Linked DNA regions of Mus musculus: region 2 is linked to region 1. The links are chromatin contacts, called in public Hi-C maps. All regions are on one chromosome and are shown on one strand. The core of a region is the stretch at or near the end of the contact, and the rest is flanking DNA. Distances in the headings are between cores, read along the strand shown. Region 1 has its middle 60 kb from the start of 1700057G04Rik. Region 2 holds the start of Plscr4 (phospholipid scramblase 4).

The links. Hi-C and Micro-C count contacts between places; a contact is called where the count stands out from the background.
Region 2: a Hi-C map of bone marrow-derived macrophages shows a contact between it and region 1, with 2.0 times the contacts expected there. The contact joins the promoter of Plscr4 here to the enhancer-like site in region 1. A contact is called at or near these places in 5 of 39 promoter capture datasets (the 3T3-L1 cell line, 3T3-L1-derived adipocytes, the C10 cell line and 2 more), 4 of 484 Hi-C or Micro-C datasets (bone marrow-derived macrophages, uterus and ventricular fibroblasts), 2 of 115 datasets of contacts at active chromatin or transcription factors (bone marrow-derived macrophages and cardiomyocytes) and 3 of 9 other capture datasets (adipose tissue, liver and pancreatic islet).

Annotation. Positions count from the first base shown.
Region 1 is chr9:92,365,699-92,373,650 of GRCm38.p6, forward strand. No RefSeq gene overlaps it. Among named protein-coding and RNA genes, the nearest start is that of 1700057G04Rik, 60 kb to the left of the region's middle. Within about 2 kb of position 3,458, at least 12 of the 459 cell types and tissues checked have an H3K27ac peak or open chromatin away from gene starts, as enhancers often do. A contact at or near this core is called in bone marrow-derived macrophages, where this site is marked.
Region 2 is chr9:92,452,341-92,460,292 of GRCm38.p6, forward strand. Plscr4 (phospholipid scramblase 4) reads left to right here and starts at 5,038. Exons shown (of 9, transcript NM_178711.3): 1 at 5,038-5,585.

The sequences.
Region 1 (7,952 bases), core at 2,208-4,707:
TTCCAGAGTGGTTGTACAAGCTTGCAATCCCACCAGTAATGGAGGACTGTACCTATTTCACCACATCCTGACCAGCATCTGCTGTCACCTGAGTTTTTGATCTTAGCCATTCTGACTGGTGTGAGGTGGAATCTCAGGGTTGTTTTGATTTCCATTTCCCTGATGATTAAGGATGTTACATTTTTTCAGGTGCTTCTCAGCCATTCAGTGTTCCTCAGTTGAGAATTCTTTGTTTAGCTTTGTACCCCATTTTTTAATGGAATTATTTGAATTTCTGGAGTCCAGCTTCTTGAGTTCTTTGTATATATTGGATATTAGTCCCCTATCTGATTTAGGATAGGTAAAGATCCTTTCCCAATCTGTTGGTGGCCTTTTTGTCTTATTGACAGTATCTTTTGCCTTACAGAAGCTTTGCAATTTTATGAGGTCCCATTTGTTGATACTGGATCTTACAGCACAAGCCATTGGTGTTCTGTTCAGGAATTATCCCCCTGTGCTCATATCTTCGAGGCTTTCCCCCACTTTCTCCTCTATAAGTTTTAGTGTCTCTGGTTTTATGTGGAGTTCCTTGATCCACTAAGACTTTAGGAGATAAGAATGGATCAATTCGAATTCTTCTACATAATAACTGCCAGTTGAGCCAGCACCATTTATTGAAAATGCTGTTTTTTTTTCCACTGGATGGTTTTAGCCATGCCATCCTTTCATGTCTGCCCTCTACCTTTGCAGCTGCCCACCCTCACCACACAATTGAAAACAACTGCAAAAGCCTCACTGTGGTAGTTGTGGTGTGTCGCAGTGTCACACAGTGTACTCTTTCCCCCAACAGGTTTACGTGCAAATGATCATTGCAATGAGCCATTGGTTTGTTTTGGGGCCTCTGGCTTCACCATCAATACTGAATCCCCAACCAGATTCCTCTTGATTACCCTGTTATTGCTCTCTGTCATGGAGATCCTGCAGCTTTGGATCTGCAGGGCTGGCCCTTCCTTGTGTTCCAGCAGTTCATAGCTGGGGTAGATGTTGGGGTGCGCCAACTCAAAGCCCTGGATCTGGGCCTGGTTGGAAGCTGAATTGGTCAGCCTACCAGACCTCCTGTGCCTGTGTCACTAGGGTCAGCTTCCCCAATTTTCCCAGGAAAGGGGTGGGGCCAGGTCTTCCACTGTCAAGCTCTCAAGACTTACGGTTGATTCTCTCATACTGTGCTGCCCAGGCAATGTCCAGGGCTTCCTGCCATTTTAAATGAAGCTTATATCCTACTCTATGAAATTCTAGTTCAGGCAGAAGGATTCACGGGCGTCTTAAGGCTTCTAGTCTGACATAAGAAGATCTTACTTTTTAAGAAAAAAAATGTATATTTTTTAATAGAAATGGATTCTATCCACTTTTCTTACCTCCAGGCCCTCCAAACTACTGCCAAACTTCTTTCATGTCCATTCTACTCTCAAGTTGATAGCTAGTTTTCCTTTGCTTATTATTGCTACACAATGTGTGTACAAATTAGTATATACATATATACACATACATATACATCATAAACATATATACATACACATATACATACCTATACACATACATATATTTATACATACATATATATGGATGTTTCTTCTGCCCTCATGCACGTTCTCCTTCCACGCTCATCACTTTCACTCCATGCTCTTCCTGCTCCAGCTATTTTTCTTCAGTCTCCCTGTCTACCCCTAACCTTATGTTCACGTGACAACACCAAATTTGCCTTATAAAGGGAATTGAATTAGGAGTATCTATACATTCCCCCACTGCATCATCTCTCAATCCATGCCAAAGATAAGCTACTTTGGTGTGTGTGATTACATGTAAAAATCTTAACTTTCTTCCAGAATTAATAAACATGCATTAGGTTGAGGCATATGTCAATCAAGATCCATATTCTCTCCAAGCCTTCAAGTGAAACAAGCACTTCATAGAATTATGTGTTGTCACTGTTCTTTGAAAGCCTGTGACACAGAAAACATTTAAATTGTCACAGAGCACAAAATTAGTATATTTTAGGTCTTCTACCAGTGATATATTTCTTTATGAAACTGGAGATAATCATGAATAGGTATTAAGATATGTGAGAACATTCACACAATGTATCCAGCATGATTACATTGTATCTCTTTGTTTGGCACCATGTGTTTGAAAAGCTAATACATTTTACATCCATTAAACATATTTATATTAACACATACCTTAAAATATATACCAATAATATTTTATCAACATAATATACTTATTGAAACATAAAAGCTTATGTGTAGGCAACTGGAGTTTTAAAAGTATATTTATCATGTTCAGGTTTATTCATAATTTCACATAACAGTCAGTCTACAGATATTGTGTCACTTGTACATACAGAGATTTAAAATGAAGGAGGGCCTCTGGAAACCTCTCAAGAAAAGCTTTCAGAACACTAGTTTTAAAATTTCAAAATTCACAATTAACCAAAGGTTTGCAAAGATCTAGATAATACTTATTCAAGAAAAGCAGAGTCATCTCAGAAAGAACTCACTTTGGAGCATTACTCTTACCCTTTCTCCTCAGCTTCACAAAAGCTACCAAGCCAACAGCTCAGCAGCGGAAGCATTCATAACTCAATGGGAAGAACCTTCTGGAAGGAATGCGGCCTATGTGAGAGTTAAGATGGATTCCACAGCTTTGTCTGTGCAACTTGAAACCTATTACAAGTGTCCCTAGAGAAAGTGTTCTCTCTTCCTGGGTTTGAAATTTCAGGAAAGATTCCTTAATCTAAGGCACATGGGCCACCTTAAGCAACAGGCATGCCTTACCAATTGCTCCACGAGGAACAGAGTCCTGAAGCCAATCTTTAGAATTCTAACTTCATAATCAGGACATGACACATAGAGGGTTGACTTGCTACTGCAGCAACAATAGCACACTCTTGTGCCTACTACTTAAAATTTTGCATGTCTCAAGAGTTGGGTGATGGGTAGGAAGTGCCTGGATCACTTCAATAGGAAATTATAAGGACGATGTGTGGGCCATTCTGTACATGACATACATAGTTTCTGCATCCTGAAAGCATTTGGAAAGAACTTGGAAAAAATAATAGTGTATTTTTAAATGAGTCTGCCTTTTGTTTATTTATTTTTAAGTTAGTTTACAATGCAATCTTTTATTTTTTTAAGCTTAATTTGAAGGATTCAGACTTTCCCATTGTAAAAATTATACTGATAGTCTGGAACTAACATAAAAGAAACATACATATCAGTGGAAGATTAGAATGTTCAGAAGTATAGTTCATACTTATGAACAGTTGGTGGTCTACAGGACTCAAAAAAAATTAAGGGAAAAATGTGTCATCAACAGGTTATTTTTTTTCTGAATTAAGTAGGCATTGACACACAAATGAGTCAAGTTGGATGATTACATTAACCACAAACAGACATTCTTTCAAAGCAGACCATAAACAGAAGCAAAGGAACTGAAACTTTAACACTACTAGAAAAACAAAATAAAGTATTAACACTGGATAAGGGTGTGGTTTCTTCTATCTAACATAAAGCTCAAGCAATAGTAGTAACAACACCAGACAAGTAAGTTTATTACATCAAAATTAGAGTGCAGAGAATGTGGAACGCTCTTATATTGCTTGTGAGAATGTAAAACAAAATGGCCAATCTTGCAAAATGTTTTTCATTTCCTCAAAGTTTAAATATAGGTATGACATACTTCATCTAAATAATTCTAAAGTTTTCAAGTTTATCTATTTGGTTGGGATTTTTTTAAAGTATAGTTGTCTTTTAGCTATGTGGTTGCAATTTTGAACATGTTTAAGAATTGATGAGACGATATTCATCCCCAAAATGATGGGAGTAGATTTTGGAATAACTTCAGCATCCTCATAAACACTGCTAAAACCATCCTCTGAAATATTGAGCTGGAAGCTGGGTTTGTATATTTATAATATTTAAGTCTAATTCCAAGCAAGACAAAGCAAACACAGAATGATTAACTTTAACCCAGGGTCAATAGTGCATTGTAATGCCATGGAGATTAGTGATAAATTCATAAAAATAAGGCCACTGGAGATTGATATGTACCAAAGCCATATTTTAAATGTTTCATTTGGCTGTTGCTTAGACAAAATGTCAGGCTGTCTGCCCTTTACTATTAAATTAAAGAGGAAAAAGGATCCAATAATTCTGAAACAGAAAGATAATTTTATTAAAAGAGGTTGAAGTAGTCACATGGCAATATTGATAGGAATTCACCTAACTGGTACTGATTGGATTAATTGGGACATGTTGCATTCCTAGGATTCTTTTTGGATTTAGTTCAAGTACTGAATACAAATATAAAACATAAATATGTCCACTAAAAACAATTTTAAAAGAGGGCATTAATGATATGCCAAAGAGAGAAAATAAAAATTTTAGTTCCTGACTCTACTCATGCTATTTCAATAGTGTTAATCTTTTTAACCTAATGTTTAAATCAATTCAATCTATCTCACTTTAGAGCATTCATATAATATATATTATGGCTTTGTTTTGTTTTGTTTTGTTTTTATAATCTACAACCCACAATGGATGTGGACAACTGGGACAGCACCCACCTGTTCATTTGACTTGGAACATTTGGATGTGGTATAATGTATATTAGAACTTACTTGATCTGTGATGATATAAATAAGTTCTTTTTAGGATACTAAATCATTATAACTATAACAAAATAGTTTATATTTTATTAGACTTTAAACTTTAATTTTCATACATGTAGTAATGTTTATTTTGAGTAGCATCATAATTTTATTTATAAGTCTAGATTTTGAGGATGCAACTAACTCTAAAAATGTTACTTCCATTTCATGTTGCATTCATACTTGGCTATTAGAAACCCCGTATGCAAATGTGAACATTGAACACTAACATTAGGAAAATGTCTTATTCTGCATCAGGTTGCATGAGATTTAATTACTGTTTGTTTGTGCCATTAATATTAATTTTCTGACATTCTATGAATAATTAACTTTGATAATTATGTCTGTAGTTACTGGCCACATGTTATTTATAATTCTTTAAAAAAATGAAATCTTCATTCTGGAAGAGTTTTTTTTTTTTAATACCCTTAATACATTATGATACATTTGTCACAAATGAACATAAATTGCATCTAACAGCTCCTATATATACAATCAAATTAGCCAAAAACATGTCCACATAAAATCATGCCAAGGATGTTCCCAACAACTTTACTCATAATGATTCTATAAGTTGGATCTGAAATGACCCACAAAAGGCTTGGTCCCTAGCCTGGTGACACTTTGGAGGTGGGGGGTTTAGAGCTTTTAGATGATGGAGTTTTGTGGAGTCTTAGGACATTAGCGACATGCCTTCAAAGGGACTGTGAGACTCTATCTAGTCTCTTGCTTTGCTTTCTCATTAATTTTTGGGCTCTGAGATGAGTGGATTTATTCTACCAAACACTTTCTTCCAGGTTGTGTTTGACTCTCCGTGAACACAAGAACATTAATCAAGATTGGTGTGATGGTTTGAATAAGAATGGCCCCCATAGACTCGTGTGTTTGGATTCTTGACCCATAGGGAGTACTACTATTAGGAGGTGTGGCCTTGTTGGGGCAGGCTTTGAAGTCTCCTTTGCTCAAGCTTTGCCCAATGTAACACACAAACTCCTGCTGACTGCAGATCCAACAGGCAGAACTCTCAGCTTCTTTTCCAGTACCATGTCTGCCTGTATACTGCTGTTTCCTGCCATGACAATGGATTAAACCTCTGAAACAGTAAGTCGGTTCCAATTAAATCTTTCTTTCTAAAGATGGCATTCTGCATTCAGATATGCTACACTAGTCTGGCTCCTGAAATAAGGTTCCCACATAAGTTCCTCAAACTTATTTCAGGGAACCCATGATTCTGGATTATTCTAGAAATCTGATCTAGAAAAAGAATACAGGTAACTGTCCAGATAGCTCAGTTTCATTGCCCAGTCTGAGACATTGTCATTCATAGTTCAACTCTTAATTTTCCTGTTACATGCAAATTATTTTTTTCATGAAGATGAAATTTTAATAAATAAAAAACACTAAGGAGGATCTTTCATATACATTAGAGATTGTAAGACTATAGTTGACACTTATGGATTCATTTAATATACATGCTTTTTTCTAATTAAGTATGTTATAAAAGAATGTGCCCATTTTTCATTTCATTAGGCTAATACTCATACTTTGGCTATTTATTACAGAAGAAGATCACTGTACACCTACAATGAGGAATGAATGAACATTTTATATGCTCACCATTTTCAGAGACTCAACGAGCCTGATCTCATTTGCCTTGTTAGTTTTGGTCTGGAGTGTGAAGGATGCAAAATCTTAAATAAGTATATAATTGTGATTCACAAAAGTTGGAAGAGAGGTAAACAATAGCCACAGGAATCCAATAGAGAGAAATAACAATAATAACTAATCATTTAAGGAGTCACAAGCATGGAGCTAAAGCCTAAACATGAGGTCCCACCACAGACCATCTGAGCCAGAAGATCCAGTAAAGAGTGTTGGCAATCTGCGTTAGATCAAGCTCACAAGCTATTCTGCTGCAAGTTTAAATTAAGTAGATCCTGGGTTAAACAATGACTTTGCCATGTAAGGGGGTACTTAAAGGAATGCTATAGCTCTATAGTATGGTCACAGGTATCTACGAAGTATACTGTTGATTACAAAAAGTAACTGATAAGTAAATCATATTCTAGCATGCATATTCATGATGTATACACATTTGCATATGCTTGGTATAGCTCTAGGTGTATGTGTGTGTGTGTGTGTAAGTGTGCACATGTGTTGGGAGGTAAATGAATGTGTTTATGTGCATGGGTATGCATATATGTATGTGCATTGTGTGTAAGTGTGAATGAGTGTGTGAGTATATATGAATGTCTATGTCTTTCTTTGTATGTTTGCATGTATGTGTATGAGAGTGTATATGTCCTGGATTTTAGCGTTAAACTCAACCCTTTAAAATATATGAATAAACAGGGTTTTGTTGGCATATTTGTTTTAGCTACTTTTCTGGGTTATTATATCTCTCACCCTTCAACCCTTATTTCACCCTCATCCCTTCCAGGTCCCCCAACACTAGGTAGGAGAGAAAGAAGGTTAGAGGGATAAGGGGACATAGATCTCTTTAGACTACTTCCTGCTAATTAATGCCCCTGAATTGGGTTCCTGGCAACTCCAATCCTCCTCTTCAGGATACCTCCAACTTCTTTTCTTCAATCCTCAATAACAGCAACCAGGAGCAGGGGGAGCAGCAGGTCCTCTCAGGGCTCTCACATTTAAACTCTCTCCAGCCTCCCCAGAATTAAACTATCTGCAGCTGGCAAAAATCATGCTCCCTTAGAGCCAATTATAGTTAATGGTTGTAGACAAACTGAAACAACCCAGATCCCACACCTTGGATTAAAACAAAAACATTCACATAAAATAATTGGGAATTTTAAAGATACCAAAATTCCCGCTACAGGTTTTTCAGGTAAGCATGTTTCTACAATTTGCATTTACAAATAGTTTCACTGTATATTTCTGTTTTCATTGTATAACATTGTTGGCGTATTTGCTGTTCATGCGTTTAGAACATATGCAATAATAACCTCTTTATCATTTCTAGAATTTAGGGTTTTTTCATGCTTACTTTAATAGAATGTATTGATTTTTTTTTTTTTTAGATAATTGGTTCTTGCTTCACTTATTTTCTACTTGTTGCTGTTCAGCACAAATTTTAGTGATTTCTTTCTACTCTATTATTTTTTCCTCTATAACTGTTTTCAGGGTATTATATTGAAATTTTATCATTGGATTTTAATCTTTTTCACTTCTCATAAAAAGAACTTAATGACATAGGTATACATTTTTATTTGATTACCTGTGCATTTAAAGAGCTCTGCTTTAT
Region 2 (7,952 bases), core at 3,788-6,287, 88 kb after region 1:
CTCACCTAAGCAGACTAAATTCCTAAGTTCCTTGGAGTCCCGGGACCAAGATGGCGACCGCTGCTGCTGTGGCTTAGGCCGCCTCCCCAGCCGGGTGGGCACCTGTCCTCCGGTCCGGAAGGTGGCCGGCTGTCCCCGGCCCACACAGGGTGCTGCCTCAGCGCCTCTGTGCTTCTGCCTGTTCCAGAAGCTGTCAGGTTCTCTGGCGCACCCTCTCACCTGTTCAGACTAATTTCCTAAGTTCGGCGGGTCCCGGACCAAGATGGCGACCGCTGCTGCTGTGGCTTAGGCCGCCTCCCCAGCCGGGCGGGCACCTGTCCTCCGGTCCGGAAGGTGGCCGGCTGTCCCCGGCCCACACAGGGTGCTGCCTCAGCGCCTCTGTGCTTCTGCCTGTTCCAGAAGCTGTCAGGTTCTCTGGCGCACCCTCTCACCTGTTCAGACTAATTTCCTAAGTTCGGCGGGTCTCGGACCAAGATGGCGACCGCTGCTGCTGTGGCTTAGGCCGCCTCCCCAGCCGGGCGGGCACCTGTCCTCCGGTCCGGACGGTGGCTGGCTGTCCCCGGCCCACAAAGGGTGCTGCCTCAGCGCCTCTGTGCTTCTGCCTGTTCCAGAAGCTGTCAGGTTCTCTGGCGCACCCTCTCACCTGTTCAGACTAATTTCCTAAGTTCGGCGGGTCTCGGACCAAGATGGTGACCGCTGCTGCTGTGGCTTAGGTCACCTCCCCAGCCGGGCGGGCACCTGTCCTCCGGTCCGGAAGGTGGCCGGCTGTCCCCGGCCCACACAGGGTGCTGCCTCAGCGCCTCTGTGCTTTTGCCTGTTCCAGAAGCTGTCAGGTTCTCTGGCGCACCCTCTCACCTGTTCAGACTAATTTCCTAAGTTCGGCGGGTCTCGGACCAAGATGGCGACCGCTGCTGCTGTGGCTTAGGTCGCCTCCCCAGCCGGGCGGGCACCTGTCCTCCGGTCCGGAAGGTGGCCGGCTGTCCCCGGCCCACACAGGGTGCTGCCTCAGCCCCTCTGTGCTTCTGCCTGTTCCAGAGGCTGTCAGGTTCTCTGGCGCACCCTCTCACCTGTTCAGACTAATTTCCTAAGTTCGGCGGGTCCCGGACCAAGATCTAGAACAGTCTTATTAGACTTGGAAAACTGCTTTGGCAGAGTAGTAGATTACAAAGTCAATACCTGTAAGTCAGGTCTCTTTGTAAAAATAAGGGGAAAAGCTCACTCATAGTAGTTTAAAAATATTTTTAAAATACAAGAAACAAGGGAGCGAAAAACCTTGCTAACAAAACTTTAAAGTCCAAGAGAAAGAAGTTGAAGAATACACCAGAAAATAGAATGATGTCTCACTGGCAGAATTAATATTGTGAAAATGTCTATGTTATAGAAATAAGACTACAGAGTCAACATAATCCCCTCCCAAATTTCAATGAGTTTTTCACAGGACAACAACAAAAAAATTCCAAATTCATACTGGAAACACAAAAGACTCCAATGACCAGAGCAATTCTGAGCAGAAAGATCTCCGCTGGAGTACCATAATAGCTGATCTCAAATTCTGTCAGAATTACAATAATAAAAATAGCACAGCAGCATCACCAAACAGACACAGGGTAGATGGAACAACCCACAAGCAAGGGCAAAGAGTTACTGTCACTTTTTTTTTTCTTTACAAAATTGCTAGAAACTTAGATGGAGGGAGGGGCTTCTTAGTAAATGGTGCTTGGATAACTAGATCCCTGCATCTCACCTGTACAAAAATCAATTCAAAACAAGTTAAAGGCCTTAATGTAAGGCTTTACCTTAAGATGGATAGAATAACATATAGATAAGTTGTGACCTAATGTCAAATACAGGTGCAGACTTCCTTTAAAAAAGGTGAGCGTCACAGGAAACAAGCCTCTGATTTGACAAAAAGGATTATGTGATTCTAGAGGCCTCTGAATAGCCAAAGAAGCAATCATGCACAGCCTACAGACAGAGAATAATACTTGCCAACTATATATCAGACCAAGGGCTAGAATTTAAATGATATAAAATAACTGCAGACTAAAAATAATCTTATCAATAAATGGGGTATTGAATAACAGAACTGTAAATGTCCAATGAGAATTTGAAGAAATGTTCAACATCTTTAGCCATCAGGGAAATGCAAATTAAAATGAATTTAAATTTTCCACTTGCCCTAGTCAGAATGCCAAACACCAATAAATCCATGTTGGTAAAAATGTGACGACGTGAGACGCCCTATGTAGGGTTGGCCATTTTGTAAATGTTTCGTAACGACTATGAAAATCATTATGGTAGCTCCCCCCAAAAGCTAAACTACCATATGACCCAGCTACACCACTCCTAGTTATACACCCATAAAATTATACCTGTTAACTACAGAGTTACTTGCACATTTGTAGTATTGCTTCAATTTCTACAATAGATAGAAATAAAAAAATAAAATCAGAGCTTAGACATTCACCAAAAGATAAATGGATACCAAAAATATGATACATATGCACCATGAGATTTTATTCAGTCACAAAAACTAAATTAGGAGATTTGTAGGAAAAAGGATGAAACTGAGTATCATTCTATTAAACGAAGTAAGCTAGATTACAAAGGAGAAATATCACACCAAGTCCCAAATTGTTGAAGATACTGTGAAGTTTGGTCAGGAAAGAAGGAAGGTCTGAGCGGATTCTAACCTGAAAGCCTCTTTTCTGAGGACTAGTTAACATAGTACCAGATGTCATGGACTCTCTCCCAAGGAAGCAACCAATAGTCCTACCCAGTTATGATTCCTCTGAACCACAACAATGGCCAGACTAGGAAGATAACACTAAGGTTACAACAGTGGTACACACCCTTTGTTGATAACCATCATCTCTGTTGGTTGTAAGGTCTACTCAACAACAGGGAACCTGATACTGGTAACCTAGCCAACTCCCTATAGCTAGTGAAGTCAGGGATCTTGAAAGCAAATCGACAACTACCGCTTTGCTATAATAGAAGAATATCTATTTACATTCTAAATATTTATCTTATATTCACAGATGAGTACATATAGACCTTACGACATGTGAAATTTTAGGCTTAGGTGTAGCTCTAACTCTTCCTCCCTCCTTGTCCTCATCTTCTCTTCCTCTCCCACTCCCTCCATCCCTTCCTCCATCTATCCATCCTTCCTCCCTACCTCTCCTTTCTCCCTCCCTCTTACTGCCCTCCCTGCTCCAGTGTATCTTGGGAGGAGTAAGGGGGCCCATGTGATAGTTTAGTGCCATTATTTTATTAGAATTTAGAATTATGTAGGAGAAAATCCTAGGGTATATCTGTAAAGGATTGTAGCCTTGAACTGTGAACCAGAATAAGTCTTTTCTCCTTTAACTAGCATTTGCCAGAATACTTTATCATAGCAACAAGAAAAGAAACTCATAGAAAGAGAGGTGAATAGAATATAAATGGAATAGAACATGAAACCAGGAAGGGGCTGAGAGTGGGGTGGCTCTTGAGGACAAAGGGGACCACAAGAAGAGAGAAGGCAGAGGGTATGGGGAATGGGGAAAAGGAATGGGAAAGTGTAGTGGGAAGAAGCTTGGATAACAACCAAGTATATTGACACATATGTAAGAAGATGTCACAATGTAACCCTTTACTTTGTGTGTGTAAGTATCTGTTTTAAAAGTCAACATAATATACAGCATAAAATATGCTAAGATTTTAGAAAGGCTGTGGAATCATCTCAAAGGTTGTGCCAGAAAAGAAAAGCAGACTTAGAGGCTCAAGAGAACGGAAAAATACAGATACAAGCAAGCAAGCAAGCAAGCAAGCAAGCAAGCAAGCAAGCAAGCAAGCAAGCAAGCAAAACCAGTTAAGTCAAGAAATCACACGGGGCAGTGGTGGCATATACCTTTTATGCCAGCACTCGGGAGGCAGAGGCAGGCAGATTTCTAAGTTCCAGGCCAGCCTGGTCTACAGAGTGAGTTCCAGGACAGCCAAAGCTACACAGAGAAACCCTGTCTCGAAAAAAAAAAAAAAAAAAAAAAAAAAAACCAAACAAACAAAGAAAGAAAGAAATCACACACATGGGACACTATAAATGCTGCCTTTTTTTTTTTAATCTAAGTTTTGTCAAAACCCAAGTAACTGATGGCTGACCCAAATGCCATATTCTGTATAGTTTTACAGCTTGTGCGTTTGTGAACATTACAGTAAAAACACAGGATTGAGGAAATGGAACCTGGGGAAACTTTAATTTTACTGAACTGCTCCATTACTGACATTAAGACTGTTGTAAACACAACACAAAACACCTCTCCCTCCCCAAGAGTGTCAAAGAGACAGAGGCACGTTGCAGTAGGGATTCATAAAGAAAGTGTGTATCAGCCCCCACCCCCAAACCCTCAGGAATTCAGGCTGGACACCTGCTCTGGAAATGCAAAAGCCCATGAATTCTGCGGTGGCTCATGGCTCCTGAGTGCCTATGTGGTTGGCTCATAGCTCCTGAGTGCCTATGTGGTTGCTCTCATATATTTGATTTGTCTTCCAAGCAATGCTTCACAGACATGATTTTTTAAAATTTTATTTTAATTAGGTATTTTCTTCATTTACATTTCCAATGCTATCCCAAAAGTCCCCCATATATCCCCCCACCCACTCCCACTTCTTGGCCCTGCCGTTCCCCTGTACTGAGGCATATAAAATTTGCAAGACCAATGGGCCTCTCTTTCCACAGACATGTTTTGATCTTGAATGCTTTTGGTATCTCTCATGAGGCCAATCTAGATATTCACACTCACAAGCTCAATTTCTTGGTCCCTCTAACAAACTCAAACCATTACATCTCGCTAAGACTTTGATGTCAGTTTGTTTGTTTCATGCTTTCAATAAAAGGCTGTATTTCTTCATTTGAGAAGTATTCTTGGCAGATATTACCGACCAGAACATTATTAATTGTTAAATCTATTCTGACAAATCATGTGCGAGGGAAAATGGAAAATTCCAGAACTCCACCCCCATGTAAACTCCTCCCAGAGCGCAGCCTGCAAGGCCAAGTTCTCGGCAGCTTCTTCAGGTCAGGCTGTGCCCAGTTGTGGTTCTGAGTGAGGTCAAAGGACATTTGGTTCGTCCACTTCCTTCAGCTAACTGTACCGGACCGAACCACTTTAATTTGATAAAACTATGTGTGCCTGACAGCAGCAATTAACCAAGTAACCAAAGTCCTCTTTAGAGAGTCAGAAATCTTGAGCCTGCTTCTACCCCCACCAGCACCCCAGTCCTAGTCCCTCTCCCTCCCAGATCAAACTGGTCTCCTCCAGGGATGGGAATGAGAGCCGAGCAGTGAGGCTGGTAGACCAGCTGCTTCCCGCCACCAGCAGAGGAGCGGTTCGGAGCTCAACCCCGCGGGCTTCGCTGGCGCCCACAACTTGTTTACCCTGCGTTTGGCTAGGGTTCAGGACGCCGGCGCCCCACCCTGCAGGAAGCCCTCCCGGGAAGGCTCCCCCGGCTGCCCCGCGTGGATCGTCCCAGCTCCTCGGCGCCTCTCGCCTTCCCCCAGGCAGGACAGCGAGCTCAGCCGGCGACGCCTGCAGCTGCGGGCGGTGAGAGGGGCCAGCGGGGAGCGGGGGACCCTGGGAGATTAGGGGGATGCGGGATGGAGGGCGCGGGCTCCGTGACAGTGGAGGAGGCGGGGCAGCTCAGCCGCAGGTGGTTGCGCAACTTTCGCTTTGTGGAGCGGGGTGGGGTTTCTTGTGTTGGGGTCCGCTTGGTTTCCCCCGGCTCTTGATAGGACAATGGGGTGCTGGGTGAAGGCTCTATGGGAGCATCATTCGGCCCTGGTGACATGAACTCTCGAGGGTGCAGGCCCTTCCCAGGAGACCCTCTCCACACTTTTCCCTCTTGCACCAGTGGAGCCTGTCCCCTCCTTGCAGCTCTGTGGGTCTCTCCTAGGGCCTTGGGCATAGATGTTTTCAGATAACTTTGCAAGGTTTTACTGGCAGGGGCTAAAAGATAGAGACAAGTTTTTGTTTGTTTGTTTGTTTGTGTCCCCCCCCCCCATTACTTTACAGAGTACAATATTAGCCTTTTAGGACTTAGAATTTTATATCTTATATTGTGTGGATGTACCCACTTTTAAGAACCGCAGTATGTTTGCGCTTTTATTTTGTCTATAGTAGTTTAAGTGGAGCCAGCAAGAGTAACAGAAGTATATTATGAAGACATTATGCAGTAAGGTTGATTTCCAAGATACTTCTGGGATACAGATGTTACTGCAGAAGTAAACACACAACCTCCACCTTCCAGCTCCTTGTTATGGGAAATAAGGAAGCAAGGCATTATGTAACCCTTAAAGTAGCCACACTGTCACATTGTATGGCCCAATGACATCACCAGAACAGAGGACACAAAGATGGCACATTATGCATAATTTAAGTGCCTAGGGACAATAACAAAGTTAATAAGCATTCCAGTTGCATCACACTTTGTAAGTCTTTTGAGGCTCAACTACAGGAAAGTACAGTGAAAACACACTTTAGTATAAATAACAGAAAAATGACAAATTTATTTAAACTATGAATTGTGGATAAAAATATGAATATGAAACTCCAAGTATTAAAATTATGCTACACATGAGACCCCAATAAAATTTATTTTCTTAGGTGAAAATATCATGTCCCTTAAATAATACATAATTAAACAGAATCGTAACTCATTCATAGTTTTAAACTGGCTCTTTAGCTAGACTATTTGAAAGAATTGCCACACTGCAATTTAAATGAAATACATGGCAGCTTGTTTTATATTAAAAAAAAAAGGGGGTATTCTAAAGAATGAACAGACAGTAGAATGATCCCAGACATTACAATAAAACTGAAGAAAGAGATTTAAGGATAAAATAAAAATGGGTATTTAATAAACATACATTTTAAGTCAGTAAAAGGGGACTGGCAAATAACATTTAAATTGATTATAATTGGAGCACTCGGCATTTATTTGGGTAAACTAATAATAAAACTGTTATTATAGTTAATATAAAGTGTGTTAACATAAAATGTAGTCAGGATGGATAATTTGAATCCAGATGCATAAAACCCAAAGGTTTGTGAACATGAGAAATGGGAAACATCTGCAAAACCTGGGCCCATTAAGAACTTATTTGTGAGCATAAGTACATAAAAATCAGACATGAATGAGGGGTTGTTAGAAAAAAGAAAGGTAATTCAACCACAGCTGGAACAGGTGATTGTCAGTAGCAGTCAGATGAGCAAAAAAAGTTAGGCAATTAAAATACCATGCTAACTTTTACTAGACCTGATGTTGAATATCTAATCATTTTGTTGTTGCTGACACAGCAAGAGCAATGTACACGTGCAAACTTCAAGGAGAAATATGAGTTGGCGAAACATATCATAAAGAGAGAGCTGAGAATAGTTGTATTCATTATTTTTCTTTTGCAATTCGTTCTGTAAAAATACGTGCCCAAGAAAAAATTAAAATCTGTCAAAGTCTTCCTTAAAGATGCTCATGGTAGCATTCTCTGTAATGGAGCAGGCTTTGAAACTGTTTGGAAATCATCTGCTAGGATTTAGTTGTTTAATTTGATGCATCAGGAGATAGAAGATACCTACTCCTAAACTTTAGGAAAGAGTAAATGTTCTAACATGTGAGTATGGTAAAGTGCTAGGTAAAATACTAACAGTAACTACAGGCACACCACAGGGTATGCACACAGTTACAGCATGTACGTATGTATGTACATATGTATGTATGTATGTATGCTGCAGCCTTTGAGACATTCGGAAGACAGAATGAATTATTGTTACTTTGAGTGTTTATATATTCTTGCATATTTCCGTGTGCATATTTATAAGGAAAATGTTATAACAGAAATAGTGAAGTTACAGAGTATCCATGGTTTGTTTTCCATGTATATATTTCCTTTACAGATAGAGTAGATATCCGTTCCT